Regions from separate parts of the Mus musculus genome. Here regions 1, 2, 4, 5, 6 and 7 are each linked to region 3. The links are chromatin contacts, called in public ChIA-PET and HiChIP or PLAC-seq maps. All regions are on one chromosome and are shown on one strand. Each heading gives the region's core, a stretch centred on a gene start, on an enhancer-like site or on the middle of the called end of the contact. The rest is flanking DNA. Distances are from core to core; before and after follow the strand shown. Region 1 has its middle 44 kb from the start of 4930465M20Rik. Region 2 holds the start of 4930465M20Rik (RIKEN cDNA 4930465M20 gene). Region 3 has its middle 53 kb from the start of Gm16086. Region 4 has its middle 9.1 kb from the start of Gm33341. Region 5 overlaps Bcl11b (B cell leukemia/lymphoma 11B). Region 6 overlaps Gm33236 (a long non-coding RNA gene). Region 7 overlaps Bcl11b (B cell leukemia/lymphoma 11B).

Region 1 (3,966 bases), core at 439-2,938, 730 kb before region 3:
AAACAGAGTCTGGGAAAACTCCAAGAAAACCTTCGTCTATTTCTCCCTCTTCTCCTGTGGCACGCACTTGGCTCATTCACTAATTAGACGTTTATCTTGACTTAATGGTGTCATCCAGATACCTAAGTGACAGGCTCACTAACAATGTCACCTCTATTTGATCTTACTCAAGACTTGAGCTATGGCATCCACTCGATATGTAATTTTATGACCACAGAGAAACTAATCAGAGACAATAGTGATCTGGCATGAAAGAGCCAAGCTTGGGAGGGGCTTCCTACGAAGGTTTCTTCTGAGGTTTCCAGCAAGAGGGTTTTTGTTTTTTTGTTTTTTTTTTTTTTCTTTTAAACACTGTATAATTGAGAATTTGTTCTTACCAGGAGCTTAACTTGGTAACTCACTGGTTAGAAGTTGGGAAAACAGTTAGAAAAAAACTCAGCCAAATTGTAGAACATAAAACCATCCACAGGGCTGTGGACTCAGTTCAGCAGTTAGGGTGTGTGCTCAGCGTGAGCGAAGCGCAGGGCTGCATCCCAGAGACAGATAAACTGGCCACGGAAGTCCATGCCTATAATCCATCATGCAGGAAGCAGATGCAGAAGTTCAAAGCCTCCCTCAACTGCATAGTGACTTAGAGGCTCGCCTGGGCTGTGTGAGACCTGTCTCTAAAACAAAACAATCAAAACCATAGGGAGTGTATCTGAAAACAAACGGACAAAACTCCCACCTAAAATTTGGAAATGCAACAACATCTAAACCATCACTTAAGAAGTTTCTAAAGGAATATGTCCACTGCTTCCTGTTGCCAGATGTAATTTTATACTTATAAGTAGCATTTGAAACTTATCCTGAGAACTGTGTTTAATTACATTTATGTATGTATGTATGTATGTATGTATGTATGTATGTATGTATGTATGTATTGTGTTTGTATGTGTATGTACGCATGTTCATGGTGTGTCATGGTTACTGGAGCTCAGAGGGCAGAAACACTTGACACCACCATGAGTAAAACTGATTACTGAAGTGTGTGAGCTTCGGGACTGAGGTTCAGGGCATGGGGTGGGCTTGGTGCTAATTCTCCTGCTCACTGTGGGATGTTCCCCCTTGAGTTCCCAGAAGCCCCAGAGAGATCCCTCTCATCACACTACACAGGTCAGAACTGGGCCACCTGTCTATGTCTGAGCCGAGCATAGGCGGTGCTCCCCAGCTGGCTCGGAGGAGTCTGCCCGCCCCTCAGACTGGGGGTTACTGGTGAAGGTTGCCTTCTGTGAGCGAACTCAGGCTGCTGGCAGGAAGGAAAACTCGTGGGCACAGGCACCAGGAAGCTGCCTCATGTCTTCAGTTCTCCGTTCTCTCTGTGGGCCCTGTTGCCTGTTTATCCGTTCTTCCTGACCCTTCCCTGGGTGCCCTGGCTTCTGACTCTTCATCACTGCCTAGCACAGCCAGCTGTAGTTCTAGGAGAGGGGTGACTACATTTCTTTTTTCTGAAGGGAGTTGAAACAAAACCACCAGCACTACAGGCACATTGTGCACAAGGAGACATTGCCGCCATCTTGCCACCTGCGGTTGTCCTTTGTTTTTAAATTCCTTGGTGACACTTTTTTTTTTGAAACCTTACCACTGACAGCATGTTCACCAACCTGCTCTGTCTACAGTGAGTAAACACTTTGATGTTGCAACAGTGACAGACGACTCCTCGTGACGCATGCTGAGGCTCATGGCTTCTTTTGGGGTTCAGGGATTCCACCTGCATTGAGGCAAATGGTTCATCCCATCTTACCTGCATTGAGGCAAATGGTTCATCCCATCTTACCGATATCCGACTCTCAGATCCAGTATCCTGAGGCTAGTGGTGGGGTTGCTCCTGTGTGTGTGTGTGTGTGTGTGTGTGTGTGTGTGTGTGTGTGTGTGTGTGTGTGTGTGTATGTGTGCATGTGTGCTGTGCAGTCCAGAGGACCCACTCAGGTACCATTTCTCAGGCACCATCCACCTTTTTGAAGCAGGGTCTCTCTTTAGCCTGGAATCTGTCAGACGCTGAGCTGACTGGACAGCAAACCCCACTGGTTTCTCTCTTCACCACCTCTCCAGCTCCAGGATTAAAGGGCATCATACCCAGCTCTTTTACTTTTTTAATGGTAGGTCCTGGGAAGTGAACTCAGGACCTCATGCACACTACCTCCCCAGCCTTAGATCTTCTCTTTTGTAATAGACAAAGATACAAACAGTACATTAATACAATGTACTGCAACAACAACAACCACCACCAACCACCACCAAAAAACGCCTGCACATGGATTCTTTACTCTCTGAGTTTCATCCTTTGACTTCCAAAATCTGTTTTTAAGCCATCCTTGAATCCAGTGCAGCTTCTTCTGGATCATGACTGATGCAGTGTCAACGGAAAATGAGGCCTGCCACTGGGCTCAAGAAATGGATGTGGAATGACAAGAGAGAGAAGGGAGGGAGCAGGGAGCCAGTCTCCCCCTCCCCAAGTCACACTTGGTGCTTCCTCTTCCCTTTCCATCCATCACCGTGGCTATACCCCCTAGATCAATGCATTGATTTGTTTGTTTTTCACAATGAAGGGGAACTTCATAGCCTCATCACTCATTCCGGAGTGTGGGGGGAAGAGAAAAAAAAAAAAAACAAAAAAAAAAACCAAAAAACAAAAGCCAGCCACCGAAATTTGCATGGTGCTCAATTATACATTAGTGAACATCACTTGGCAATCTGTTCATATCAATTTAATTGGATTTTAATACTGCCTCTGATCTTGTTTTCTAATTAACAACAGTGCTTGGAAATAAAGCAGAACCATGCACCCAGCAACACCTTTGATCTCCACCATATGGAGCTCCACCAACTCTGGAAAAAAAAGAAAAAAACCTCCCCTGCCTCCGCAGCAGGCCGAGGGAAGCAGAGCCCCCAGATGGCCGGGTACCATGGGCGCCCGCACCCTGCCGACTGTCTTGTGCTCCAACTAGTCCTTGTTCGAAAGGCAAAGGACTCACTTCGTGCACTGCAGGCAAATATGTGTCCCCAGGGCTGGGGAGGTTGGTGGATTTCACAGCTCACTTTTGGGGACAAATATTTGAGTAAACAGAACTGACCCTGCCAAGTCAATCTGCTTTAGAATGGGGTCTCGCTGTCAGGACAGAGTGGTGTGTCAGGAGCTGGTAGAGAGGATGGAAACTGAAAGGTACCTCAGAGTGCATCTTTAGACCCCTGGGGATCTCTTTCATCTGTCTAGCCTCACCTCCAGGAACACCTCTTTACCTCTTATTTCTGAGACAAGGTCTCTTGTAGCCCAGGTAGGCTTCATATTTGGGGATCAGTAGAGGAGGTCCACAGGTTCCTGATCTTCCTGGCTCCATCTTCCAAACACTGGGACCACAGGCATGTGCCACCAAGGACAGTTTTATGTGGTGCTAGGGATCAAACCCAGAGTTCTTGCTTGCTGGACAGACATTCCTCCAATGAAGTCACCTCTCCACCCCCGCTTCTCCTTGGTGCTTTCTGTGTCTCCGGGTTTCTCACATTAACTTTAGGGTTGACTTCATGGCTTGATTGGCCACAGACGGGGGATGGGGGGGTGGGGGCGGGAAGAGGACTTACAAAGGTTAGCACAGCTGGTGAAACTGGGAAGACAACTGAAGATCACATCGGGCTCTTTGGGGACCAGGCCGAGAACAGTTCCATCTGCCTTCTGCTCACCTTCAGCGGACACTCACCTTCAGCGGACACTCACCTTCAGGGGACACTCACCTTCAGCGGACACTCACCTTCAGGGGACACTGATTCAGCCCCAGGCTAACAGTGCCTGCATTGGGAAGTGTAGGGTTCTCATGAAGTCTGAAGGAGGGAAGAGGGCTCTCTTGACTCTCTTAGCTGCTTCTCACTTTTCCGGTTGTCAAGTAGCTGTTTGAAATTTGCATCTCACACACACACACACACACACACACA
Region 2 (4,207 bases), core at 194-2,693, 690 kb before region 3:
AGAGAAGACAGCAATTAGATATTGTGGAACTGACATCAGGGGCACCAGATGCACGGCAGAGACACAGTGCAAGGCTAAGGGTGATAAATCATCAAGTAAGGCTGATGTGTGAGAGTCAGAGGTGACACAGAAAGGCACAGATCTCATGCCCTGGCAGAGGGGTTGCAGATCAGGCTGTAATTAAAAGAGTAATACAATGTCTTGAAAGATCTGCAGTCTCAGATCAGCAGGATCGTAATGCCAAGGTTAGCTCACAAAGGAGGAGAAGTAGGGTCGTGGTCCCAGGAGTCCATTGAACAATCTTGATTCCCTTACCGCTTTGAGTTAATGTTTCCAGGTAAGGAAGTGGGTGGGTCACTGTGCTGGTAACCACCTGAATTCAGACACTCATCTCTGCAGGAGGGCCCGGATGGGTAGCATCCGACATGGCTACAGCACAAAGGCAACAGCAGTTGCTCCCGGACAACCCTCTTTTAAGTTCCCCTGCTGAAGAGACTCATAGCCAAGGTCTTAGAGCTCCTGCACCAAGATGGAGTCAACTTCGAGTTGGAAGTGGGTTCTGGTGTAACAGGTGTAGACTGTAGTAGACACCACTAAAGCCCATACGGATGGCACCTGTGGGGTTGGCTGCATCACCCCCTCCATCCTGAGGCCACAGGTCACTTGGTCAATGACAACTTAATACTGAAGTGGGAAGACCTAGCTCCTTCAGCAATGACTTAGGGCTTTCCTGAAGGTTGCTGTCCACAGCAAGGTTCCCATGCGCTCCCCTGGTAGTGGAGTATATCTCATTTTTTCTTTATGTCAAATCCATCCTTCCTTCCACAGCCCCGTCCGTCTCCAGCTCCTCTGCAGTGTTTTTGCAAAAACACTACTCAAAGGCTCAGTTTCTGTTTCTCAGAAAACCTGCCTTTGCAACAGTAACATCCAGGGCTCCCGTCCTCTCTACTTCTCTTCTGGGTTCATCTTCAAATATAAGGTCCTTGTCCATTGCCCCAGCCTCCCAGACAATGCCATGGTGATCTTGTGTCTGGCACTCTGGTCCTTGGACTGGCTTACCCCTACATCTGTTAATTTCTAAGAGCCTCCTCCAGCCTTCTTACCTAGCCCCATCCAACTACAGAGGGAGTCCTTGTTTCTCAGGGAGAACAGGGGAGGGGCAGTCACTTGCTGATAGAGAATGTGAAGAGAGACTCAGTCAAGTCCAACTGTGCGAAGCCTGCCTTTCCAGCTATTTGAGAATCACTGGCCTCCCAAAACCACCCTGGAAGTGGCCTCCCATTGTGAGGGCTGCCGTGGCTCCCATTGTGAGGGCTGCCGTGGCTCCCATTGTGAGGGCTGCCGTGGCTCCCATTGTGAGGGCTGCCGTGGCTCCCATTGTGAGGGCTGCCATCTTTCTTTCCGTTCACAGGTAGGTAGGTGGGTGGGCCGCTCAGTACATGGACAACTCATCCTGGTAACATGTCCTGTAGACACCCAGAGGTCAGAACTGCAGAGTAGGTTGCTGGGAGGGCAGGTCACAGCAAAACACCCTTTCAAGTGCTTGGGTTTGGCAAAGACACAAGTGTGTGTATGTGTGTGTGTGTGTGTGGTATATGTATATGAAGGTGAGTGTGTGTATGTGTGGTGTGTGTGTTGTGTGTATGAATGTGAAAGTGAGCGTGTGTATATGTGTTGTGTGTATGTATGTATATGCACGTGTGTGTGTGTGTGTGTGTGTGTGTGAGGGTGTGTCTATATGTGTTGTATGTGTGTATTCTCTTTCCTTAGCTCCTCTTCTGTTCCTTTCCAAGCCTCCATGAGTTAAAGGGTCTCTATTCAGCATGTCATGCATCTCCTCCAAGTGCTTTTCAACAAGAAAGGTTTACTGTCTGAGCAGCTCTACGTGGCTGCTTGGCACCTCTTCCTTGACCAGATGACTTAGGCTCTACTAATAGTGACAGGACAGCCTCAGGCGCCCTCACAGGAGGTCAGCCCAGTGGAGAGCATCAGAGTTGGCTCGCAACCTTTCCCAGCTCTACCTTTTATGAGAAGGAGGAATGTTCATGGTGGGGAACGGCCTTTCTTCTTCTTCTGGTTGCTGTAAGAGACTGCATGATGAAAAGAAAGCAGAGGCCACTAATTGTCTCCTCGGCCTGCGGCTTTGTTGCAAAGGCCTCTGGGAAACCCTTTTCTAGGTGCCTTGCTGTTCTGGCCAACCACATCCTGCGACCGGCTTTGCTCACAGAGCTCAGTGCAAGGCAGTGGAGGACCCAGTTTTGTTTCTCTGTGGGACAGATTAGTTGGTCTGTCTCAGATGCCAGGGAAAGTCAGGTCAGGAGCAGCTGCAGGGGAGTACCAGACTGTGGACATCCATGTACCTTTTAGCAGAGGAAGCAAGATTGCACAAGCATGTCTGAGACTCCAAGGTCTCTTCCTTCCTCCTGCAAATGTCCAAAGGCTCAGACGACACTACCCTTCCTGAGAGCATTGCAATGTTTGGAAGAGAAATAGGGTAATGTGACTGAGAGGACCTTGTCCTCCAATAGCTTCCAAGTTCACTGTCCTGCAGACACAAAGTGACTTTATTCAGGAAAAATAAAGGCCCGAACTTGAACTTGGGAAGACCACTTTGCACTCACAAAGTGTGGTTGTTGTGAGACCTTCAAACAGGCCGGTGTCATGTTTAGCACATACCTGCTGCCCTGTAGTGAGGAAGTGCCGGTGTCCGGTGTCCGTTGCATTGGGGACAGCCCCCTTGTTAGGGAGGGTGATTTGGGATCTACTGTTATTGCTGGACGTTCAATCTAGCTGCACAGAGAAGCTGTGTGAGATCAAGGCTGGGCCCCTCTAGGAGGTGGGAGGAGAGGACTGTGGTCTCCTGACTTGCGTCCTGGGAAGAAGGCTGAAGATGTGGGACGATTCTTACTTTGGACTGAGCTGGTCTGACCTTCCTGATTGAGACACTAACATAGAGTTCCCCAGGGGCTGCTCAGTGGAGATGGAGGTGAAGTCTGCTAAGTCTGCTAAGTCATGACTGTGGCATGTGCTGTGTGCATATGTCCGTGAATGTTCATGTGTGCACATGTGTGACTACGTGAGAGGCCAAGGGTTGGCAGAACCCCATGGTTGCTCCTCAGTAAAGAATCTAGGCTGAGAAGGTAATTCCTCCCTCCTCCCTCCCTCCTCTCTCCCTCCTTCTTCCCTCCCCTCCCTCTTCTCTCCATCTCTTCTTTCTGTCATCTTCTTTTTTCTTCCCTTTCCCTCCCTTCTTTTCTCTCTTCCTCCCTCCTCTTTTTCTCCTTCCTCCCTCCCTTCTCCTTTCCTCTTCCTCCCTTTTCCTCCCTTATCCCTTCCCTCCCTCCCTTCCTCCTCCCTCCCTCCTTCCTCCCTCCCTCCCTTCCTCCTCCATCCCTTCCTCCTCCATCCCTTCCTCCTCCCTCCCTCCTCCCTCCCTCCCTCCTCCCTTCCTCCTCTCTCCCTCCTCTCTCCCTCCCTCCTTCTTTCTTTCCTTTCTGTGTCATCTTTCTTCTTCCCCTTCCCTTTCCCCTTTCCTCCTTTCCTTCCTCCCCTTTTCTCCCATCCTTCCATCATCTCTTCCTCTCTTCTTTCCTGTCTCCCCGTCCCTCATTTCTTTCCTCCCAATCACTTCCTTCCTTGCCTCTTCCCTCTTCCCCCTTTCCTCACTTCCCTTCTTTCTTTCCCTTTAGCAAAGCATACTTTCTCCATGTGGGCTATCTCTCCTACTCCTGCCCAGTAGGAGAGGGAAATTACCTAGTTAGACTGGGACCTGCTCTCCTGAGTGAGACCTCATGAGGCTGAGAACTGTAAGCCCACCTGAGTAATCGCTGACCTGAAACCCTCTGGTTACTCAGGAAGAAACTGACGGATACAGGAAGCAAGGGACTTGTTGGCAGGCGTATCACCATTTGTCGGCAGCCACTAAGGGATGCGAATGTAGAATTTTTGTAGTGTTTTGTGGAGTTTTTAGTAACAAAGAAGTTCTGCCCCTCAGGATTAGCCTCTCACCTCAACTCCTATGCGCCACCTATATTAGACATTTACATAGTAGTTCTGACTGCCCTGAAAGTACTTGGTACTTTAAAAATGCTGAACTTAAAGATAAACCTAGGGCCTCCAGCTGTGTGGACCAGACCACCATTCTCATTCCCTTCATACCTACAATAATGATTTGTATGCATCTACTTATAGAAGGTTGGAATTATAT
Region 3 (4,171 bases), core at 832-3,331:
AATTGTCACAAAGGAAAAACTAGGAAGAACTTGACAAACAAGGAATTCTCCCGTATCTTCAGCCAGTCTTTACCAAGTCCCAAGCCCAATATGGAAGGAAGGTCAGAACACGCTTCAAAGGCATTCCTTTGCTTTGCATTGTTTTTTTCTTTAGGTGCCAATTCCAAATAGACACTCCATTCCCAAGCAACCTAGGGTACCTCCTTGGGTGCCATGCAGTCATGGGGAATATGAGCACTAGCAGTTATGAACGGTTGTACTAATAATGATCTCTCAGATCTTAGACTGCTTTGCAAGCCGCTGTTGGGTGCATGACCTGTGATCTAGAAGTATGTGCTTCTGCCCTTGCATCCCAGACCTGGACAGCAAGGATCAGGAGGGGCGTAAGGGTCAGCCGTGGTCAAGGACGACGGGTGAGATAACTGGACCCATGCTTCCTTCTTTCATATGCATGATCACTGTGCCCTTGAAACTCTACAGGTGGAGGCTCTGAGTGATGTGCATCTCCTTAACCTACCTTAGAAAGCTCTGGATAACCTAAATCTAGCCATTCTAGCACCATGAACTAATCTATCCTTCTTGAGAGAAAACTTGCCTGGTAGTGATTTGTAATGAATTCAGTGTCATTTTCTCTTACAAAAAACAATATTTTAAAATATAGTCCTTAAAGTTTTCATATACATACACAACATATCTTCTAGATTTTTTTTTCAAAGAATCTCTTATTTTCACTTTATGTGTATGTTGAAGTGCCTGCCTGTACATCTGTGCACCGCATGCATGCGGTGCCCTTTGAGACCCGAAGAGAATGTCAAATCCCCTGGAACCAGACTTACAGGTAATTGCGAGCCTCCGTGTGGGTGCTGCAAAGTGAACCTGGGTCCTCTGTGAGAGCAGCCAGTGTTCCTAACCACTGAGCTAACTCTACAGCCTCTACAGAGTGTCTTGATTATATCCACTCTCCCCTGCACATCCCTGCAGGACACCCCAACATACCTCCTTCCTGACTGCATGTGTGTCTTCTAAATATCTTGTTTATTCATCATTTTTTTTCTTCTTTAAGTAAACTATCTGTGGTAGAGGGCAGTGATGGACTTGGAACTTTCTGGTGCACACTTCTCCTTCCCACTCCGTATGCCAGCACTTGGAGCCATCTTTTTACACATATAGACCCTTTCTGTCCATTCTTTAAAGCGCCTCTCCAGCCCCTGGCACTTGACAGACCCTCGCCTGCTGTCCACTCTTATTTCAATTCATGTAAGATGCACAGACATGGATGGAAATGGCCATGGGTTATACAAAGAGCCCACTACGTGTGTCAAAAGGATCGCACCCTGCAAGAGGATATGTCAAAGTCAGGCAGACAACTCGGTGAGAAATGACCTTAAGAGACCTCAAACTTGCTAAGCTGGCTTCCCCAGCCAGAAGTAAATGTGGTTAACATTACAGCCATATTCAAGTCTCAGTTTCAAAAACAACACGCAGTCTTCCCCCAGCACTCCCCAAACTGGGCATCCTACAAATCTTTAGAGAAGATATAGCAGGCTTCTATTTCTTTTCGGCAGTGCAGAGTTGATTTATCTCTGGCTGAACACGCCTGTGGAATGAAGATGCTTCTTCTAATGCCTCCAGAGGCCCATCGGAAGTCTGTTGTATTGCTGTTTTAGCTGAATGTTTTACTGCCGTACGCGTATTAATACTTCCAGTGTGGCCTTTTTTAAATATCCCCTCCCCCAAGTCCCACAGGCATCGTTGTACTGAGCAACAGATACGTCTTATCAATGTGCTCCTCAAACTGGAAATTCAGAGGCCCTTAAATTGAAGCTATGGAGGAATGATCACACTTGATGGCATTTAGATCTGCAAGCAGGAAGTGATGGCTGAGGGCTGGAGGTTTCTCTCCTAGCAACCGCAGGAGGGACAGTCCTTGGCTTGTTTTTCACCTGTCTGCTTTCCGGTGCCTTGTCTTACAAATTAAATCCAATTTCTCTTGCATGAGCACTCACTGCGTGCAGCATGGAAACGTCTTTTCCTTTAAGCCCTAACCACCAGAGGAAAACAAAGAACTCAGATGCCCATGGCACTGTCAGGGAGGGAGAGCGCTTCGTGGTTCTCCCATGTGGCTTTGCGCACCTGCGGTTCTCACAGCAGTGGGAGATGGCCGAAAGTGAAACCCGTGCCCGAACGGGGTACTGCCAGACAGCAAAGCCTATTTTCTGGGACTGAGACCAAATTCAGAGCCTGTGGTGGGTGTGCTGGGGAAGATACACTGCCTGTTTTTAACTGGACCAATCCGTGATCTCCAATTCCCTGCATTGGTGACAACCTCACGACTCTGACAAGAAGGCTCGAAGGGATAAGGATGGATGGACTATTTTTGTATAGATCTCTTCCAAACGTTTTCTTCACTTTCTGAAGAATACTCTCCGAGCAGAGGTTCTCAACCTATGGGTTGCAACCATGTTGGCAAACCTCTCTCTCTAAAAATATTTACATTACGAATCATAACAGTAGCAAAATTACAGTTACAAACTAGCAATCAAATATTTTTATGGTTGGTGGGGGCACTACAACATGAGGGACTGTATTCTAGTTCAAACTGATCTGAAGCTCTTAATAGTCACCACAGGATGAGTCTTTTGCTCGGCTCTCCATAGTCTAAGGCACACAGTGTTCTCTTCATACTGACATTTTGTGACCTGTAACTGTTTTCTGTTTCCTTTCTCATTCTGTGGTCTTGTCTCCTGCTCAAACATTTTGATTCTTTCTTATATCTTATCTTTGTGGCCATCGATTTTCAGTTAGTTTGTGTTTTATTTAAGATGAACCCATTCATTGAGCTTTGAATTTCAATTACTTTATTTCCAAAACCATTCTCTGATTTCCCAATTAGCTAGAGCATGCTTTTGAAAATGAATTTCTCAGTTAGCATGCAAAATAATGGTTTTGTGGTGATTCTTTTAATGTATATACATATCATGGTTCTTTATTCACATATGAACACTCCCATTATCTTATCCTTCCCCCTTCTGACTGGTCAGGTCTACCCTCAAAATCTATACTCATGTTATATGTGTGCCTGTTCATATGTGTGCATATACAGACATAAACTAGCTAATACTGGTGAGGTTTAACACAACTTTATCACATTCTACACATGTATATATAGTATAACTTGGTATGGTGACACATGACTTTAATCCCAGAACTCAGGAGGAAAAGGAAGGAGAATCTCTGTGAGTTTGAATTCAGCCTGGTCTACACAGAGAGTTCCAGGACAGTTGAGTTATATAATGAGACCCTGTCTCAAAACAAAACAAAATATAAAAAGAAAGAACCAAACCAAACTAAACCAAAAATAACATCAGTTAAAACTCTGTGAAAACTTACTGTGTAAAAGCTACAAGCCACATATTAGCTTACTCTAGGATACTGACCCAACAATTTGGACAAGAACTATTTCATGGCTCATTATGCCTCCAGTTTTCCTGGGCTTCCAGAAAGTTCTGAAACCACCTAGAGACACAAATTAGTTAAATATGGATACCTCCTGTATCATTCATCTTTCCCCTTAGCCATAATATTCTAGTTTTTAAATAAAATATTCAGCACATTACTTTTCACTAAAACATTTAACAAATGAATAAATAATTAAGGAAATAAAAACCGAGTGTCATAGATTGCCTTCTGTAAAAGCTCTAAATTACCAGGTGATGTTTTCAGAGTAAGATCCTATCAGATCCAATGCTGTGTTAGCTACCTGTCTTCTTGCTGTAGCAAAAATACCAGACATGAGGCACTACAGGAAGGGTTGTCTAAGCTCCAGTGCATGAGTGTGCAGCTCATCACAGCAGGCAAGTCATGGCTGTAACAGTTTGCACTGCCACAGTGAAGCAGGCCTCCTCTCCCCTTGCATCCTTACAAGGACTGTAAGGCTCTGTGTTTCGAGGAAGAAAGACACCCCAGACTCATATAGTCTGCAAATGCAGAGCGTTTTATTATGCAGAATTCCAGTAGCTAGGGTCTCCCCATTACCAAGATAGAGAGACAACCAAGTGATCTTTCAGGCCTGATTTAAAGCACATTAGGGAATTCCGAGGTAGAGGACCTCTGTGTCAATCTGTTGGGTCCATCTCTATGGACATTCCCTTACCAGGGTGTTGGGGCTGGA
Region 4 (4,311 bases), core at 1,099-3,598, 770 kb before region 3:
TAATTCTTAGGATTTCATTTTATTTTACTTTTTAAATTAAAAAAATACATTTAGCTTATTGTGTGTGTGTGTGTTGGATATCCACATTCTATAATGTATATGTGGTGGTGTGGTGGTCTGAGGACAGCTTTTGGGAGTCAGTTCCCCCTCCACCATCTGGGTTCCTGGGATAAAAATTCAGATCTTCAGCCTTAATGGAAAGCCATCTTGTTGGCCTTTTTATTTTGAAATAAAGTCATCACTTGGTACCTATAGGAGATCAATTTTATGACCCCTGGATATATATATAAAAAATCCAAGGATGTTCATGCTTCTTATACAAAATGATAGATATTTGCCTCTAACTCCTCACATCCTACTGATACATTCTCACCTCCAGATGACCTGAAATACTGAGTCCAGTGTAATTGGCATATACACAGTTGTCACTGCCTATAATAATGACAAGAGAATAATCTATGCATGTTCAATGAAGGTGAACCTTTTTGTCCCCCTCAAATGCTTTGCCTTAGTTAGGGCTTCATTGCTGTGACCAAAGCCTCTTTATAAAGGACTACATGAAATTGGGGCTGGCTTACAGTTTCAGAGGTTCAGAACACTATTATCATGGCAGGAAGCATGGCAGTGTGCTAGAATCTTGATCCAGAGGCAGCAACAAGAGACTGGCTTCCACAGCCAGCCAGCAGGACGGTCTCTTCCACACTGGGCGGAGCTTCAGCATAGAACCTAAAAGCTCACCCCCACAGTGACACACTTCCTCCAACAAGACAAGACCACACCTCCTGATAGTATTACTCCCTGTGGGCCACACATTCAAACATGTCAGTCTATGGGGGCCAAACCTATTCAAACCACCATGTGTCTTTTACTCGTGCTTGTTTGAATCTGCAGGCACAGGATCTGTGGATGCACAGGCCAACTGTATGTGCTATGTGATGTTTAGAATGAATTGTGGCAATTTTCACACCCTCCCTCTTCTCCTGACCCCCTTTCCTCTCAGAAAGTTTCCCTACTGCTTATAGGACTTAAAAATATTTTTAAAAATTATTTTTTAATGCAAGCAATTCTAATTAGACTCAGTGGGTTAGGAAAAGAAGGAAAAAAGGAAAACCTTTTTTAAAGAATTTTTTATTTGTATCTTACTACGCAGAATGGCAAGCTATGACCTCTGAGCTAAATCCAGGCAGCTGCCTGCTCCTTCGAGACTTGCATTGTGGGAATGGTACTGCCTAGCTACTTACACGTCCCTCTGGTGGCATCCACAGCAGGAAGGCCACAGCGAGTAGCTTTGAGAGAGACTATGGGTTTCCAAGTTGAAAAGACTGGCTCTGTGCCCTGCATGGAAAACATTTGCCAATCTTTGTCTATAGAATTGATTTTATATCTTGTAGCTCCTAGCTTGATATTAATATATTCTGTATTTTTTTAAAAAGCAATTACTCTCAAATTGTTAGTTAACAATGAATACCTAAGGCAATTCTTAGTCTTTATCAGCTTAACCCAGAATTATTTATTAGTGAATTATTCTCCTTAATAAACTGTTCAACATTTCCAAGGTACTTCAGCTAACCTTTGCATTGATTATTCTTATTTCTGTATCAATACTTTTTCCATTTGCAGGCCCACATTGCATCTTCAGTTCCACCTTTCTGATTGATCCCCCCTTTTTTATTAGATATTTTCTTTATTTATATTTCAAATGTTATCCCTTTTCCTGGTTTCCCCTTCTAAAACCCCCTATCCCATCCCCCTTCCCCCTGCTCACCAACTCACCCACTCCGGTTTCCCTGTCCTGGCATTCTCCTACACTGGGGCATCGAGTCTTCATAGGACCAAGGGCTTCTCCTCCCATTGATGACCAACAAGGACATATGTGGCCAGAGCCATGTGTCCCTCCATGTGTACTCTTTGGTTGGTGGTTTAGTCCCTGGGAGCTCCGGGGGTACTGGTTGGTTCATATTGTTGTTCCTCCTATGGGGCTGCAAACCCCTTCAGCTCCTTCTGTCCTTTCTCTAGCTCCTCCATTGGGGACCCCATGCTCAGTCCAGTGGTTGGCTGCGAGCAGCCACCTCTGTATTTGTCAGGCACTGATAGAGCCTCTCATTGGGCTCAAAGGCACCCCCTGGCCTGATGTAAGCCAGACTTTCATTTCCTGTCCTGCTTTTTCGTTTCTAGACTCTTCCACAACTGTGTGGCAGTTGCTTGCTTTCTTCTCTTACCGTTTATTCCAGTTTGAGTTATATCTCCATTTTGACTTCGGGTGATGCTCTCTTTGTTTCCAGCATGGCTTTGCTGTTCAGCAGTTGGTTGTTATCTTGCTTTCATTTCCTGTTATTGCAATAAGACAGCCTGACAGAGTCAACGTGAGGGAGAAACCCAAGATGGCAGCAACTTGCAGCAGCGAGTCACATCCACAACTGAGGACAGAGGGCAATGAATGAACGCATGGCCAGCTCCATTACCCTGTTCTTATACAGCCCAGGATGCCCTGCCGAGGGAATGGTGCTGCTCCAGGTTCATCTTCCCACCTTAATTAACTCATTTAGAATAATCCCCTCCCCAGGCATGCACACAGGCCACTCAGGTCTACATGAGGCTCATTCCCCGATGACTCTACACTGTGCCACACTGGCAAAGCCAACCGTCACAATAGTCATAATACAAGTAGCATTTGTATGTGTTGGGACTCGGGTACAGAAGGTGGCCAGTCTTGGGGCCAGATCAGCCACCCCCACCCCATATTGAGTAGACATCTGAGAGTCCTAGTGATCATGCTGGATAATGTTACTGGCATGGTGGACAGATCCCTGAGTCAGAGAAAGATGACCTTGGGTGTGAATCTACTTTGTAAACTTTAAAGTTCTTTTTTAATGAGAGGTGTGAGCTCTCAATGTTTCATCTCTAACAGAGTGATTTTCAAAGTTCTTTCTATGTATTGAAATTAGTGGGAAAGCTGCCTACACATGCTATTTCTGCCTTCCCATCCCGGCAAAGGCGTGTCATGCATCTATCTGTGTCCCTGATGTGACCTCCACACAGCTCTACAGTGAGCCCCTTTCTTCTCCCAGTCCTTTGGTCCAACAGACCCGTGTTTCCAGGATAGGTGTTCCTGGCTTCTTCCTGGTTCACTGCCTGTTGTCTTCTGGCCTCTAAAGGTGTGTGTCCCTGGTTCTCTTTATCTGGTTCACTGGCCCACCTCCAAGTCACCATCCCCAAATTCATGTTCCCTCCCCCACTCTGGTTATTCCATACTAACTCATCACCTTTTGTCTAGATGAAGAGACAATTCTAACCGGTCTCTTTGTGTTCCAGGATATATGATTATCACCCTTCCCCCACTAATAAAGAGGGATCAGTGTCCAAATCAGAACCTGGAATTAATTCCCACAGCCTAGACCCCATCTGTGGCTTCTGATTGGACCATGACTGTTCTCTTCCATACTCCTCAGCCTCAGGTCAGACACTGCCTTCCCAGGAAAGGACTCTCCTTGCTAAACTGCTACAACCCCCACCCCCACCGTCTCCTTCCAAGCTACTGCACTGTTCGGTTCTTCAAGACCCTATCATCAAACAGGACTTGATTTATTTCTTGGTTTGCTTGTGATCTGCTTTCAAAGCATGAGTGTGACCCCTGCCAGGGCAAGGGACTGGGGCGCTCTTCCTCACTGTGGATTTCCCAGAGCTGAAGGTCTGAGCATCCACTACTGTGAGTTCCTCACAGTGTTTCTCATTGTTCTTTATAAATCAGCTACTTTTCTTGTTACTGTAAGGAAACATCCAACCACATCAACTTAAATGGGAAAGGGTTTCTTTTGGCCCACAGTTTGAGAGTGCACAGTTAGATCCGGCAGGAGAGTGAGGCTACAAAGCAGGGCAATCCACACTCTTGCTCTGCACACTCGCTTCTTTTTATTCAGTCCAAGACCTCAGTCCACACCAGGAATGGCGCTGCCCACCATCAAGGTGTGTCTTTCCACGTGAATTAACCAAATCTAGAAACACCCCCTCAGACTTGTCCGAGGGTTTGTTTCCTAGATGGTTCTGTTGTCAGGCCGAGAATCTTAAAAGCTATCACACTTTCTGTGTTACCTCCTTCATTTCCTACTGCTCTATCAAGCAGAGACCCCTGTGCCCATTACAGAGACAAGGCATATGAAATCCCCATAAACTAGATTCCCACGGGACCCTAAGCCAGAGAGAGGCAGAACCAAGGGGAAGCTTCTCTTGGCTCGATTCACACTGTCTGTGCTCATTTTCACCTATCAGGTTACTCTCTGAGCACAGATTTAGAGTCTGGTGTAGAGGTCAAGG
Region 5 (4,271 bases), core at 875-3,374, 870 kb before region 3:
GTACCCAGGCAGTGAGATAAAGGCCCACGGTGACAGGAAGAACACATTTGTTCAGTCCTTTCTGTCCCGGTTCCCACTGTTTGAGCTCCCGTGTGTGGGTCCCACGGATGGCAGAGGGGCCCAGGCTCCCTGTATTTGCTCAGGGTTCTCTGAAGCACAGAGCAGAGAGGATTCCGCAGTTTGCAGGGAGAGTCAATGGATAGATCTGTCTGTAAGACTGAGGCCAGCTGAGCCTGTCACTAAGTGTCAATAGCCCTACATAGCCTCCCCACAGCCACCGTCAGAGCCACCACTCTATCACTCCCTTCTGCGGGTCGGCACGGAGTCAGTTACCACAGTTCTAGCCTAAAGCAACTCATCTTGACTTTTTGTTCCTGCTGAGATGGAAGGTCAAATACCAAGACACACGTGCCTCACCCCTATCCTAGGCCCTTGAACTTCAGGCACTTCTCTCCTGAGCAACTTTTCTCCTTACAGTGCACCACATAGACACCGCCACTTGCCAGCCGGGGAACGTCAGGCAGATCTCCTCATCTCTTCCAGTCCTCAGTTTCTTCATCTGTAAAATGGAACTGATGGCAGTTGCAGTTTCTGAGCTGTGGGCGCGATGCACGAAGCCTGTAGTGTCCTTAGCTCATTGCTGCCCATGGTAGAGATTTCTTACCGTCTGTCGCTACCTCTGCTCTACTTTCTGCCTCCCAGAGCTGAGGTCCGAGTGATGACTTGGGTACCAGCAGGATGCTTATGGATTTGTAGATGGCTATAAGTGCTCAAGGAGCCCCGGTTGACATTTTCTCTGTGACATTGTGAAAGATGTTTTTAGTTTTTGTTTTTGTTTTTGTTTTTATTTTATTTTATTTTATTTTTTGAGTGCTGGAAGATATGGGGATTGGCAAGTACTCTATCACTGGGACGCTGAAATACACCTCCAGCCGGAGGGGGGGCAGTTTAATTTAATTTAATTTTTAGATTCATTTGTATTTTATTCTGTGTGTATGGGTGTTTTGCCTGCTTGTGTGTTTGTGTGGCATGTGCATACCACGCCTACAGAACCCAGAAGAAAGCATCAGATCTGCTAGATCTGAACTTACAGACAGATAGCTGTGACCTGCTGCGCGGATGCTGGGAACGGAACCAGCGTCCTATGAAAGAGCAATCAATGCTCTTCACCGCTGAGCCACCTCTCCAGCCCCATGGGGAGGGGGACAGTTTTTAAGTGAACATGAGATGTACTTGTCACCTGAATAATGGTTGTACTGGTTGTCATCATGAAACTGTGGAGAGAGCACTCTTAGCAGTTATAGGGGGTGTGCGTCTCAGGGGTTGGGGTGGGGTTTAAGTGATGAAGCAAGACAAGACCAGCCTTCTGTTTGGGTTCGGGGTGAGGAGGATCACTGTGAGACACCCAGGGGTACCAATTACTGTCCCAGGTTCAGCCACCTCACTGCCATGTGGTCCCTTCACTAGGTCTCCCAAGCAGCATATGTCACCAATATGCTTTTTGGCTCTGTAAAATGACTCCCGTATTCCACCCTAGAGTGAATGCCTGCCACAGGGTAGACATAATGGGAGACTGTCCAGGGACAATCAGTGGCCTTCCATGAGAGGGCACTGTCAACATGGAACCATTGACAATGTGACACACGCAGGGAGGCCTGGGAAGGTGGTGATGGCACGGTGATTCTCTAAACTGCTGTCCCCGTGGTCTAGCATGATCATGTGATCATGATCCTCACTTGGCTTCCCTCAGAGGTGTTAGTGAACAAGGGTGACATGAGCTGAGGTAGCGATAATGCTGAGTGAGCCGTGCAGTGCTTTGTGGTTTACTGAGGAGCCCGGGCGGCCCAGACCAGTTCCCCTGCTTGATCAGAGGTGTCCTTTAACATTTGCTGCTTTTGAGTCAAGCTACATTACTCTTCTTCCAGGCCTTAAACCAAAAGGCATCCCTGAAACACTCAGAGCCACATACAAGGATGGGTAACAAACCCGCAGTATATAACACCTACTGCCACATTTATACAGCAGTGAGCGGTGGATAGAGGGAGGACCTCACAGTCCCCAGGCCAAGTAGGAAGCAAGGCTCAGAGAGGTGACATCTCATGTTTGGCTACACCCTTTAGAGATCAAGTTCCAAGTGTTCAGTGATGCTCCTATGGGGGGTGGGGAGTCTTGTCAGAAGAGATCTGGGGTAGGAGTCTGCGTTTGAAACTCCTCAGACAACATACTGAAAGAACAAAGAAGGCTCAGTGTGTGTTCTAAAGATCTATGAAAGTAAGGAGGGAGGAAGCAAGAAAAGACACCGCAGGGCCCTCTCTGGGTTCTGAGCTGCCCCGTGTGATTTAGTGAGACAAACGCAACTGACATTTCTAGGTCTGTAGGCCAGGATTGGTGCTTCTGAAGTCATTTGGACCCAGCAGTTAGCATCATTAGCTGCAGCCGCTACAGCAGTGTAAGGCTAGTGGACCCTGTCCCAGCCATTAGCAAAGCAGCCACCGCCCACTGCAGGGCACGCACTGGGCCACCTGCGTGCAGGTATCTCTCTGAGTTCGATGCAGCAAGGACGGGTTTGGGATGAGCTAAGCAAGCCCTGAGTCTGACGCAACCTGCTGTCTAAGGCTCTTCTTGTCTAAAAGCAAGCCATCTGTGCCTGTGCTGTGTCTATAAAATACTTATTCAGTTCCTGAATAGAAAGACGTTCCAAGTGGCTCGCCAGAGACTCTCTGACGTTGTTTAGTTCTTAAAAGTGAGCAGCCCCATACTCAGGGCTATTTGTAGGCGAGAGAGAGCCATGAGGTCGTCACATGTAAACGAACATTTTATTTTAAAAAAGAAGGGGGTGGCTGGAAAGAGAGTTGTCAAGGGAGGGCCTTCAAGGGCTGGGGGATTTATTTTTTCTTTCTGTCAGGTACTGGGGGAGGCTGCTGCCTATAGTGAGTGAAGCCTAGAGTTCTGTAGAGGGACACTTAGGGGCTCTGATGAAGATAGCTCTCACCCCAGGGTGACAAGTGGCCCTGAAATCTGACCGGACAAGTAGTCAGCCCCCTTTCTCCTCACAGTTTAACTATGGAGGTGACATCTGGGTTCTAGAGCATGCAGGTCAGAATATGTGTGCCCTTCTCTCTGCTTTTCTAAAACATGGAATCGGTTATGGCTACCTAGTTACATAGTCTGCTTTGGACTTCGGTATTTGTTGGATAGAACAGTCTAGAAAAACATGTGGCCACCAGATAAAGAGACAGGAAGTACTTCAGAGCAACTCAAGGAAATGGAGATGCTGAGAAGAGATGGGCCCCAACTTAAGAACACCCCAGATCTCAGCAACCATCCTCTGTAAATCCATTACTTAGAATGGCTGGGGCCCAGAGAAGGGTACAGAAACACCTTTAATTTGATATGTGACCTCCTAGGACATGGTACTTCATTTGTGTTGATAGCTCCAATGTGTCTGAAAGGGACTTGTATTTACCTTCTTAAGAAACACATACACACACACACACACACACACACACACACACACACACACACACACACGATGTGAGGAAGAGTCTGAACCTGTCTTCTGGCCAGCATTAGCTAATAAGCTGAGTATGGAGCAGTCAGGGCTTTGGAGAGGCACGGCTCCTGTTAGCCTAACAGTCTAGTCACAAGCATCGTGGCTACCCAGACCTTGTGAAACCAGGCTAGAACAGAAGATTCTCGCTAGAGGTCATGTTGCCCAACACAGACCCACCCAGACAGGCTGGGACAGCTGGCGAGAGCAGTAGCCTCTGTTCTCCCAGACTGTTTCTGTTTGTTGTCGTTTTGTTTAGTTCTGCTGGAGGGTCTGGTGTGGAGGACTGTACCAAGGGCCTCATATGCTAGGCAAGCCCTGTATCCTGAGCTCTCTGGTGGCAGTTTAAAGGATGGAGTAAGGCCTGGAGAGACGGCTTTCTGTAAAGGAATGCTGTGCAGGTTCGAGAACCCGAGTTCCAACCCTAGGATGCACATAAGAAACAAGGAATGGTGTCATTTACTCCTATTCTTAGGATGCGGGATGTGGGAGAGGACCTCCAGGACACACTGGCCAGCCGGTCCAGCCTAGTCTGTGGGCTCCAGGTCCCAGTGAGAGACCCTGTCTCAAAAAAGGGAAGATGGCGCCTGATGGAGAACAACACTGGAAGTTGTCCTCAAGCTTCCTCATGCATGTATATATACACACATTCATGCACACATGAACACTCATGTACAGCAGAATGAGGCTGGACTTCCAGGATTCTCTTATTTCCGTCCGT
Region 6 (4,380 bases), core at 29-2,528, 590 kb before region 3:
TAACATATCGGAGTTAACACGGGATTCGATGCAGAACACGTCGCCTTTCCGTAGACTGCGGACGCCACCATGCTGGCACTCACACCCCGACACAGAGCCTGCATTTCCATGTTTGTTGCCTCTCTACTGCTTTTTATAGAAATGCTGGGTTAAAGCAGAGCAATACAGTTATGCCCTATAAAATCATATTACCTGTGATTTATACATGCCACTTAGGTCTTTGTTTTGAAGACTATAAACTCAGGCACGGTGGCCCAGGCCTGAAACCCCTGCTAGTGTTAGAGGGTGAAGCTCTAGCATCATACATTCCACGTCTGCAAAAGCTACACAATCAGTTCAAGATCTTACCTCCAAATAGAAAGTGAGAAGCCCTAGGTTCATGTTCTCCCCCCACGCCCCCATATCTGTGTGCCAAGGGCTTCTGTTGTTGTGATGAAACACCATGACCACAAGCAACTTGGGGAGGAAAGGGTTTATTTCTGCTTACAACTCTGTCACTGAGTAAAGTCTGGGCAGGAACTGGAAGGCAGGATCTAAAGAAGAGGCTGTGGTTTGCTCAACCTGCTTTCTTATTAAATCTAGGACCTCCAGTCCAGGGGTGACTCAGCCTACAGTGAGCTGGGCCCTCCCATAGCAATTATTGATCAAGAAAATGCCTCATAATCTTGCACACAGGTTCCTCGTGAGGCATTTTCTCAATAAAGATTCCCTCATCCTCTCTCTCTCTCTCTCTCTCTCTCTGTGTTTCTGTCTGTCTCTCTGTGTATCTCTTTCTCTGTATCTCTGTCTGTCTGTCTGTCTGTCTGTCTCTCTCTCTCTCTCTCTCTCTCTCTCTCTCACACACACACACACACACACACACACACACACACACACACTCACACACACACCTTATGGGTGTTCCATAAGGTACCACTGGCAGGGTGCTTTAAATTCAACCCCTATGTTGGATTTTCCTTATTTTGGCCTTCCACAAGTCTCCATAGATGTTCCAGCACTGAGCATTTTGGCCAAATAAGCAGATCTCTTGGGTATTTTAGGAGTCGTTCTCTGATGCTGTGAGGATGCTAATCCAAGTGCTGATAGAGGCCAGAAGATTCCTAGGATGAGGATAAACTCAGACCCCTTGCTCTCCAAGACCCTCTCTCCCACAGGCCCGCAGGCCCACACGGCTTCCTTCCGAGACTGAGCATCCCCCCTCTCCCCGGTCACTTAACCTTCGCACTGATCCTGATGCACAGTGGGGCTGTGGTTGTCAGGGTTAGGAGCAAAACTAGAGGAAGTGGTCTCGTCTCTCTGGTGGTGTCTGCGTAGTTTCTGTTCAGACTGCCTTGGCGTGGTTATAGAGTCCATTCTCCTGAAACCCTGAGACTTGGGACTCAGAGTCAATTCCCAAGATTGTCTTATGCTGGAGTTTGGGTGACTAAGTTTCATCTTTGCTGTGGGACCCACGCTCCCATTTAGCTTTGATGAGAGAGGTCCCCGGAACCCCTATGATTTTGGCTGGCCAGGACACAGTTCTATTTACTGTGTTATCCTGTAAAGGGCTGAGTGAATCCAATCTGGCTTTACACATTTGTTGGTTTTGTTTTGAGACGATCTCCCATGATGAGCCCCCAGCAACCCACTAATCTCATTAGATGCTAAAACCTAGTTCAATAGCATAACCCGAAGAGCAAGGACCCTTCCCTCTGATTCTGGAACCTCTCGTGTCAGTTTAAAGTGAGGACTGCACACGCCCCTTGGTTTGCTGGCATGGGAAGAGTCAAATGCACCTTGACTGGTAGAGGCTGACATTGAGAGAGGGCATTTTCTTGAAAGGAAACTGGGAAGCTTGTCATCACAGAGGACTGGGGAACAGGTACGTAGGTGTTCCCTTCCTAGCCTTGCTCATCCTCCTTTGGAATCCTACTATTTTGATAGCCCTAGAGGCCAAAGATCAGACATGAAACCTACTGGTAGGCCTCTTCAAAGATAACCAAAGGTTTGCAAAGACCAGCTGCTCAGTGATCCGCTGCGTTCTCTGTCTGCCCTCAATTAGAGATGGCTCATCTGGACCAACACCTGCTGCTGTTAAACCTGGAACCCTAGCTCTGGAATGGCAGGCAGGCAGGCAGGGATCCTCCTGTGTACATGCAATGATGAGATTCATCCCTTCTTCCTTCTCTGCCCTGAGAACCTTAGCCTGGAAATATCCAGCTATAACAGACCCCAATCAGTCACCAAGACAAATCAGTGCCTTTTACGGAGCTTGGAGTTAAGTCACTAGGTTCTTATGCCATTTGTATTATTCCAAGGGACCAAGTGAATTAAAAAAAAAATCAAGGAAATTAACACAAAGGAACCTTGAACATGTGTACAGCCAGCCAGCCCTGAACCTTGAACATGATATGCCAGCCAGCCAGCCAGCTTTGTGGAGGTTGATGTTAGGTGTTACCCACCATGGGCACTGCCTCCCTGGGAATGAGTTCTTTGGCACTCGAGGGAAGTGCAGACTTCATTAACCTGTTTGGGCACGAGGTGGGAGATGTCCCTGGGAACTTCTGGCAGCCTTGAAGGGAAAAGATGGCAACCGGTGATGGCGTACTTCAGATTGAAGTTGGCATGCGTGGGAGTGATGGCTGTGTTATAGGAGGTCAGGTGGCACTTCCAGTTTGTGTGCGGGAGTCTAATTACTGACCTGACACCCGTTGCTTCGGAGGCCCAGAAAGGAAGAAGCTAACGGGTGTGTGGGAGCACCTGGTATCGCAATCACCCTGTCAGCCCTTTATCCACGTGTAGTCCTGTCATTAAGCACATTTCCCCCACCTTGATATCCTTAAAATGCAGAGGTACCAGCCAGAGCAATTTAAAATGATATATAGTTATTTTTTTTGACTCCTCTCCTGTCGAGGGAGAATTTTATAAACGATGTCACAGTAAACGGAATGTGAGGGAACGCTCAGAAGTGAAATTTGTAAGGGCAGAGACACGAGTTGGAAGAGAAAGATCATCTCTGGGGCTCCCAAGTGCTAATGAATTAATGAGGAAGCCAAGCTAATGAGTCGAGAGAGGCATTCTTGTCAGAGGTTTTGAGGTAATAGCATGGAGTTATGGAGCAGGGAGACAGAGCCCAGGCACTCCAAGTGGCTCCCACAACTGTCGGGAAGATGACGGTAAAGGAACGTAGAGGAGAGCTGAGGCCTGCCTGTTGGGCTTGGTACAGGGAATAGGTGATTTGAAATTGTATTTTGAATTTGTCCATTATTGCTCCTACCTATGGCAGTGGACAGAGTAAAAATTTCGTTTGTGCAACACCCAGGCAGTGCGACTCTCCCCGAGTCCACTCAAGGTTTCTGGAATTCTCTGTGGAAATGCAGAGGCTGCCTTGGGTCTGAGAGCTCACAGCATGAGCGGGGAGAGGGGCTGGGGCTGGGGCAGGTACCCAAACAGGAATACGACATAGTGAGAGTTCAGATGGTGTTTTGCAGCCTTCTGTGCCACTTGCTGCTACCTTCACATCAGAATTATGGGCATCAAGTGAGACCAAGAATATGGAAGAGTTTTTGTAAACTCCAGAAGTCTCAGGAAAGCTTACCGAATCCCTCTACAGGTTCTCAGAGGCCTTGGAAGGACAGTATTCCCCAGCTCATTTGGATGAGTTGTAAAGGCGCCCAGGAAATCGTGATTATCCCCAAACCAACCACGTCATCTGCACCCTGACTGTGGCTCTCCTTGGGGCCTCTGTTGTTTGCTTCATTCCTTAATTTAGAACCCAGAAGGATGGCAGTCAGTTGGGAGATGTCATAAATGGTTCAGAGAGCTCCCAGCATGGGAGGGAAGCTAACATTTGTCAGTCAACCCTCACGTGGCTGTCAGTCATGGTATGAAGTCATTTCTCATTCCAGGGCCCACAAACACATCACCCACCTCTCCTCTACAAATATGTCTCTTTCAGAGTCCTATCTTGTCTTTGAATGAATACGGGAAAGTTAGCTATACCTTTGGTCACCTGAAGCTGGAAGCACCCCCATATCACGGGCACTGTAGGGTCACACTGCCTGCCTGTCACATTTCATGACCTGTCCATTCCATAAGGGAAGGTGAGTTTGGCTATCATTGGAGACCCAGCACCAACACGGCAGTCAATATACAGTGAATTGACGACAGCATTAGTTGACCGTATTGATGAACAGCTGAGTAGCTGGGTGAATGATTTTCTTCAAGTTCCCCATCTAAAACCAGTCTTGCTGAAAATTGACATCTCTGAAGTCACAGACAAGTTACTTTGTGAGCCCCACAAATCACAGAAGCCATCTCATTTGTCTTTCGCTGTGGACTCTAGGATGCTCAAAGCCCATGTCTTTCAGGCTGAGCTAACTAGCCTACACTCCCCTTGCA
Region 7 (4,101 bases), core at 748-3,247, 920 kb before region 3:
TGAGGCTTAGCTGCCCAGCATCTTTGTTGATGGTTTCTTCTTCTTCTTCTTCTTCTTTTTTTTGGTCTCTCTGATGCTTCTCTGTTCAATTATTTACCCAGGGAATTTGGGCTTCTTCACTTGTGGTTTTGGCAAGGGCTTCACACAAATGTTTTGCCCTGGTGGTCTCTTAACCAACGTAAGATAAATGGCCAAATCAAACGCAGGCCTCACTGGCAGTGGAGGCTCAATGTGGGGCCGGGTGGAGGCAGGACAGCATCCTCACCGGCCCTGTTCATTGCTGTCACTGGCTGTCCGAGCAGGGAGTGGGGACTCATTCCCAAACCAGGGTGGAGACGTTGAGACGTGTCTGGGCCATGCTAGGTTTCTTGTGGTAAGGGAGGAAGGAGAAGCTCAGGGCATCCTGGGAGCTTCCGAGGCTTGGGTGCTGCTTGCCAGGGTCTGGAGAGAAGCCCCAGGCAACCAGCTAGGCAGGAGGCTCATCAGTGTCCAGGCCCTTGGAGGTAGACCTGAGGTGGCGGAGGCCTGACTAAAGAACCTATACCGGCATTAGTCTCCTGCCTCTTTCAAAGAGGGGTCGCTCATATTTTGAGACCAAATCCTCAAGCGAAGCCCACTCTAGTTTGTTCTGAAAGATCCTTTTAGGGGATCTTAACTGGGAGTGGGGCCCCGACGGGCCTTCTCTGTGTGCCAACCCCTTGCACTAGGGCCCTCAAAGGCAGCCCTCTCGGCCCCCAGAAACAATTTGGCAGCTGCAGGTGTAGCCCCTGCTAATGTCCTCTGTGCACCCCTTCTCGCTTGCCCCTGGACCCCAGTTGTCATCCCCGTAGGGCTGGTGTCCTCGGGGCCGAACCCTCTCAGAGGCTGTACTGTAGCCCTGTGACCCGGGGCCCCCTCTTGTGCCTCAAGTCCCTTGTGCAGTCCAGGGCACCACTGACCAGTCTTTTCTATTGTTTTTTCTCCAGGGCCGTGCAGGCCTGCCCAGCTGCCATCGATGGCCCCCATAGCTGCCTCCTCTTCCCACCCTCCCACCTCCGTGATTACTTCACCTCTGCGTGCCCTGGGCGTTCTCCCACCCTGTTTCCCGCTGCCTTGCTGTGGTGCACGCCCCATCTCGGGCGACGGGACTCAGGGTGAGGGTCAGATGGAGGCTCCCTTTGGATGCCAGTGTGAGTTGTCAGGTAACAGAGCCGCTGCGGTGGGGGAGGTGGGCTCCCGGGATGGCGGGCTGTGCCCTGGGCCGAGCCGGGGACCCAAGGTGGGGTCCCAGGGGGGATGTGCCCCCCATCCCCCACTCAAAAAGCTTTTCGGGGTGGGGGATGGCAACAGAAGTGCCAAAGATGTCAACTGAACTGTAACCTGTGTCGGTTCCCAGGGGGTCAAGGGGCCGTCTCCCCCGTATATCCCCCACCCTCGAATTCTGAGAGTCTCACTCCCAGAATGCACTGCCCGACCTCCAAATTTCATCTCTTTGGGCTGTTTAGCCGAAGTTTAATTGGATAACACTTAACATCTGAAGTTTTCTTCTGCCCCTTGCCTCTGCCGCCCTGCCACCCACCCCAGACAAGGGTGGGAGAGGATTCCTGGGCTGTCTGTGTACAGCGCTGGAGCCGTTCAAAGTGCTGACTTTCTCTTTGGGACAATGTGTTGCCCATTAACTTAGAGGGAAGGAAAAAAAGTCTCAAAGAGGAGCCTTTTAAAAAAGCTGTGGCCACGGGTAGCCGTGAAAGATTGTGGGCGTCTGGGGCAGGGGGCTGTGGAGGTCAGTGGCTCTGGGTGGACCTCAGAGTTGTCCCAGTTACCTCTGCCGTTGTTGGAGGCCCGTGAGACCCCGTTACACAAAGGGCATCCCCAGCCAGGTGGCGACACAGCCTGCGTAGCTCCCCTGCTCTGACTCCCCACAAACATAGACTTCTGTGGCTTAGGGTCCCCACAAGGTCGAGGGGAGAAAGCCCTCCCCCCCGCCTCATGGTGGGGCCTGGTTTGCAACACACTGTGGCTTAGGGGGCCAGGATGCTGACACAGGCTCACGTGGCAAGCAGCTGTGGCCTGGTTTCCGTGGCCAGGGCCAGAGCTGCGGCGCTGGGGTACATTCAGTTTGTCCCTGCCACACGGCCAGGCACGTTGCAGCCTTTCTCTTGACTCAAGCTGTGTGAAAGGAAAACTATTTTTATTGGGCAAGTTTTGCTTTTCATTGACGCTGTCTCAGGGACCTTTCTTATTGGGAGCTTTGGTTTTGCACAAGAAGAGCAGCCCCTGATCCAGGATGAGGCCTCCCTGGTCTTCCTGCCAGTAGGGTGTTTCTGCAGTACTGGCCCATACTCCTGCTATGGCAGGTGGCTATGTTGTTGGATTGCCCATCCAAGTCTGGGAGCTCTGGTTCCTTCCTTGAGTGCATAAAGCAGAGACCAAAGTCACCCAGGAAGGAACTGAATCAGCTTGCTAGGAAGCTGACTTCCCTTCCTGGTCAGCCCCGAGGTGACTGAGGCTTCTTGTAGCTTGGAAGATCCTGTTCACCAAGCTTGGGGTACCTGCTGGGCTGGGCCTTGCTCTTTGGCTTCCTGTTATATGGGGCTGCAACCCTGCAGCCCTGTACTCAAATAGTGGGGGCCTGCACTATCAAAATTAAGCCTAAATGCATATGGTCAAGTTGTGCATGTAGAAGCATGACCTCTTTGTCCCACGTGCTACAGGGGCAAGCTTAATCTTCAGCTGGCCCTCTGTAGGAACTGCCAAATCGGAGTTGCGAGTCTTTCCTGTGCCCATGAGTGGAAGGGGCAAAGGCTAGGGGGCTATGGCTGAGCCTCTTTGGAGGATTGCGCTAAGGCTTGGGGACTAGTTCCTTTAGCCCAGTGGAGGTCAGATAAGGTCTGCAGGGCCTTGTCAGCCAGGGGAGTCTGGCATCAGTCTGCCCTCACACAGGCTACTTGCTTTCTTAGAGTAGAGCAGCTGTCTGTCCTGAACTAGGCATTTGGTTGTGTGTCAAGGCTTTAACTCCCACATTACAGACGAGCGTCAGAGCCTGAGGTCTCGAAGCTCAAACCGGCTCATTCCTTAGTTCGCTGGCGGTCCTCAGGCACAGTTTGTAAGCCACATGTGGACACAGGCAGAGTCAGGTGTGGTGGGTCCCTCGCCTACCTCACAGCTCACAGAATGGGCTTTGGGGACCATGTCCTGAGGCTGATGGGAGGGAAGGTAAGAACACAGAAGTGGCTCCCATACGGTACCTGGTTCACCTTGAGGTGCAGAGGCTGCCATAGAGTTCAGGGCTCTGGGGCATCCGGTCCACGTGTGGCGATTGCCGTGCAGGGGAGGCGAGAAGCAGTGAGGGTCTGAGCCCTGGGACCTCTCCTGGACCGGCTCCTGAGGGACCTGCTGTCTTTCTTCTTCCTGTACTGTTCCTTGTCATTGTTCTGCCTTGTTAGCATCGCCTGTGTGAGGCTCTACCGCTGTGCTGTGTTTTCAGATAAATTTTGACACATTCAAGTATCCTCTTCCAGTGGGTTTTGTCCCTTTGGTTCTGTTCCTGGCACTGGGCTGTTTGCTGAAGTGTTTTTAGTGCCTGTTTAATTAGTAGCTGCAGAGGAGGCATAAAATCGCCAGGAACCCTCGAGGAAGGAGGGGCTGTAAAGACGGAACACTGCAGTACTCACTGCGCTTTGTCCCCCTTCTGATCAGGGTGCTTTGAACCCATCTCTTCAAATTAACTCAGGAAGCCTGAGTTTCACACAGGTTAATTGCATGCCCACGAACACACTCTGGGTTATTTATAGAAGGGTGTGATTTCACAGGAGAGAAAACTACCCGGACAAGCCAGGCCCTGCCAGGACCCTTCCCCCATGCTTCCTGCAGATGGTTACAGCTGCGAGAAGGGGACACCGGGGCCCATTTCTTATGGATTCCACAGAGATCCTATGTGGTTTTTGAGTCAGGTGCTCCAGGCAACTAAAAGGTCTTCCCCTCAGAGGTATCAAGGTAGCTGTGTAATCAAAAGCCACAGCCAATTGTCCTGCTCTGTGCCATCTAAGGACCAGAGACCTTAAGCATGTCATTGTCTCTCTGTAAGCCTCACATCCCTTTCCTGTACAAAATCCATATGTA

Evidence for each region. ChIA-PET counts read pairs in DNA pulled down with a chosen protein or histone mark. HiChIP or PLAC-seq counts read pairs in DNA pulled down with a chosen protein or histone mark.
Region 1: a contact with region 3 is called in an H3K27ac HiChIP or PLAC-seq map of thymic regulatory T cells, with 7 times the contacts expected there. The contact joins two enhancer-like sites. A contact is called at or near these places in 3 of 115 datasets of contacts at active chromatin or transcription factors (embryonic basal ganglia, embryonic stem cells and thymic regulatory T cells).
Region 2: a contact with region 3 is called in an H3K27ac HiChIP or PLAC-seq map of thymic regulatory T cells, with 8 times the contacts expected there. The contact joins the promoter of 4930465M20Rik here to the enhancer-like site in region 3. A contact is called at or near these places in 1 of 39 promoter capture datasets (the SN4741 cell line) and 3 of 115 datasets of contacts at active chromatin or transcription factors (embryonic basal ganglia, memory CD8 T cells and thymic regulatory T cells).
Region 4: a contact with region 3 is called in an H3K27ac HiChIP or PLAC-seq map of regulatory T cells, with 5 times the contacts expected there. The contact joins two enhancer-like sites. A contact is called at or near these places in 1 of 484 Hi-C or Micro-C datasets (cerebral cortex) and 1 of 115 datasets of contacts at active chromatin or transcription factors (regulatory T cells).
Region 5: a contact with region 3 is called in an H3K27ac HiChIP or PLAC-seq map of regulatory T cell precursor, with 7 times the contacts expected there. The contact joins two enhancer-like sites. A contact is called at or near these places in 1 of 484 Hi-C or Micro-C datasets (CD4 T cells) and 8 of 115 datasets of contacts at active chromatin or transcription factors (T-cell acute lymphoblastic leukemia, astrocytes, double positive thymocytes and 5 more).
Region 6: a contact with region 3 is called in an H3K27ac HiChIP or PLAC-seq map of regulatory T cells, with 4 times the contacts expected there. The contact joins two enhancer-like sites. A contact is called at or near these places in 3 of 115 datasets of contacts at active chromatin or transcription factors (embryonic stem cells, memory CD8 T cells and regulatory T cells).
Region 7: an RNA polymerase II ChIA-PET map of memory CD8 T cells shows a contact between it and region 3, with 9 times the contacts expected there. The contact joins two enhancer-like sites. A contact is called at or near these places in 6 of 115 datasets of contacts at active chromatin or transcription factors (embryonic basal ganglia, embryonic stem cells, memory CD8 T cells and 2 more).

The regions. Positions count from the first base shown.
Region 1 is chr12:107,777,148-107,781,113 of GRCm38.p6, reverse strand. No RefSeq gene overlaps it. Among named protein-coding and RNA genes, the nearest start is that of 4930465M20Rik, 44 kb to the right of the region's middle. Within about 2 kb of position 1,688, at least 16 of the 459 cell types and tissues checked have an H3K27ac peak or open chromatin away from gene starts, as enhancers often do. A contact at or near this core is called in thymic regulatory T cells, where this site is marked.
Region 2 is chr12:107,732,724-107,736,930 of GRCm38.p6, reverse strand. It overlaps 4930465M20Rik (RIKEN cDNA 4930465M20 gene), which reads left to right and starts at 1,443. Exons shown (of 3, transcript NR_045973.1): 1 at 1,443-1,482.
Region 3 is chr12:107,045,196-107,049,366 of GRCm38.p6, reverse strand. No RefSeq gene overlaps it. Among named protein-coding and RNA genes, the nearest start is that of Gm16086, 53 kb to the left of the region's middle. Within about 2 kb of position 2,081, at least 40 of the 459 cell types and tissues checked have an H3K27ac peak or open chromatin away from gene starts, as enhancers often do. A contact at or near this core is called in T-cell acute lymphoblastic leukemia, double positive thymocytes, memory CD8 T cells and 3 more, where this site is marked.
Region 4 is chr12:107,813,133-107,817,443 of GRCm38.p6, reverse strand. No RefSeq gene overlaps it. Among named protein-coding and RNA genes, the nearest start is that of Gm33341, 9.1 kb to the left of the region's middle. Within about 2 kb of position 2,348, at least 12 of the 459 cell types and tissues checked have an H3K27ac peak or open chromatin away from gene starts, as enhancers often do. A contact at or near this core is called in regulatory T cells, where this site is marked.
Region 5 is chr12:107,919,269-107,923,539 of GRCm38.p6, reverse strand. All of the region lies in intron 3 of Bcl11b (B cell leukemia/lymphoma 11B), which reads left to right. Among named protein-coding and RNA genes, the nearest start is that of Bcl11b, 82 kb to the left of the region's middle. Within about 2 kb of position 2,124, at least 43 of the 459 cell types and tissues checked have an H3K27ac peak or open chromatin away from gene starts, as enhancers often do. A contact at or near this core is called in T-cell acute lymphoblastic leukemia, double positive thymocytes, memory CD8 T cells and 2 more, where this site is marked.
Region 6 is chr12:107,636,814-107,641,193 of GRCm38.p6, reverse strand. The region is part of intron 2 of Gm33236 (a long non-coding RNA gene); the gene reads left to right. Among named protein-coding and RNA genes, the nearest start is that of Gm33236, 11 kb to the left of the region's middle. Within about 2 kb of position 1,278, at least 9 of the 459 cell types and tissues checked have an H3K27ac peak or open chromatin away from gene starts, as enhancers often do. A contact at or near this core is called in memory CD8 T cells and regulatory T cells, where this site is marked.
Region 7 is chr12:107,962,752-107,966,852 of GRCm38.p6, reverse strand. Bcl11b (B cell leukemia/lymphoma 11B) reads left to right here. Exons shown (of 4, transcript NM_001079883.1): 3 at 966-1,181. Among named protein-coding and RNA genes, the nearest start is that of Bcl11b, 39 kb to the left of the region's middle. Within about 2 kb of position 1,997, at least 41 of the 459 cell types and tissues checked have an H3K27ac peak or open chromatin away from gene starts, as enhancers often do. A contact at or near this core is called in memory CD8 T cells, where this site is marked.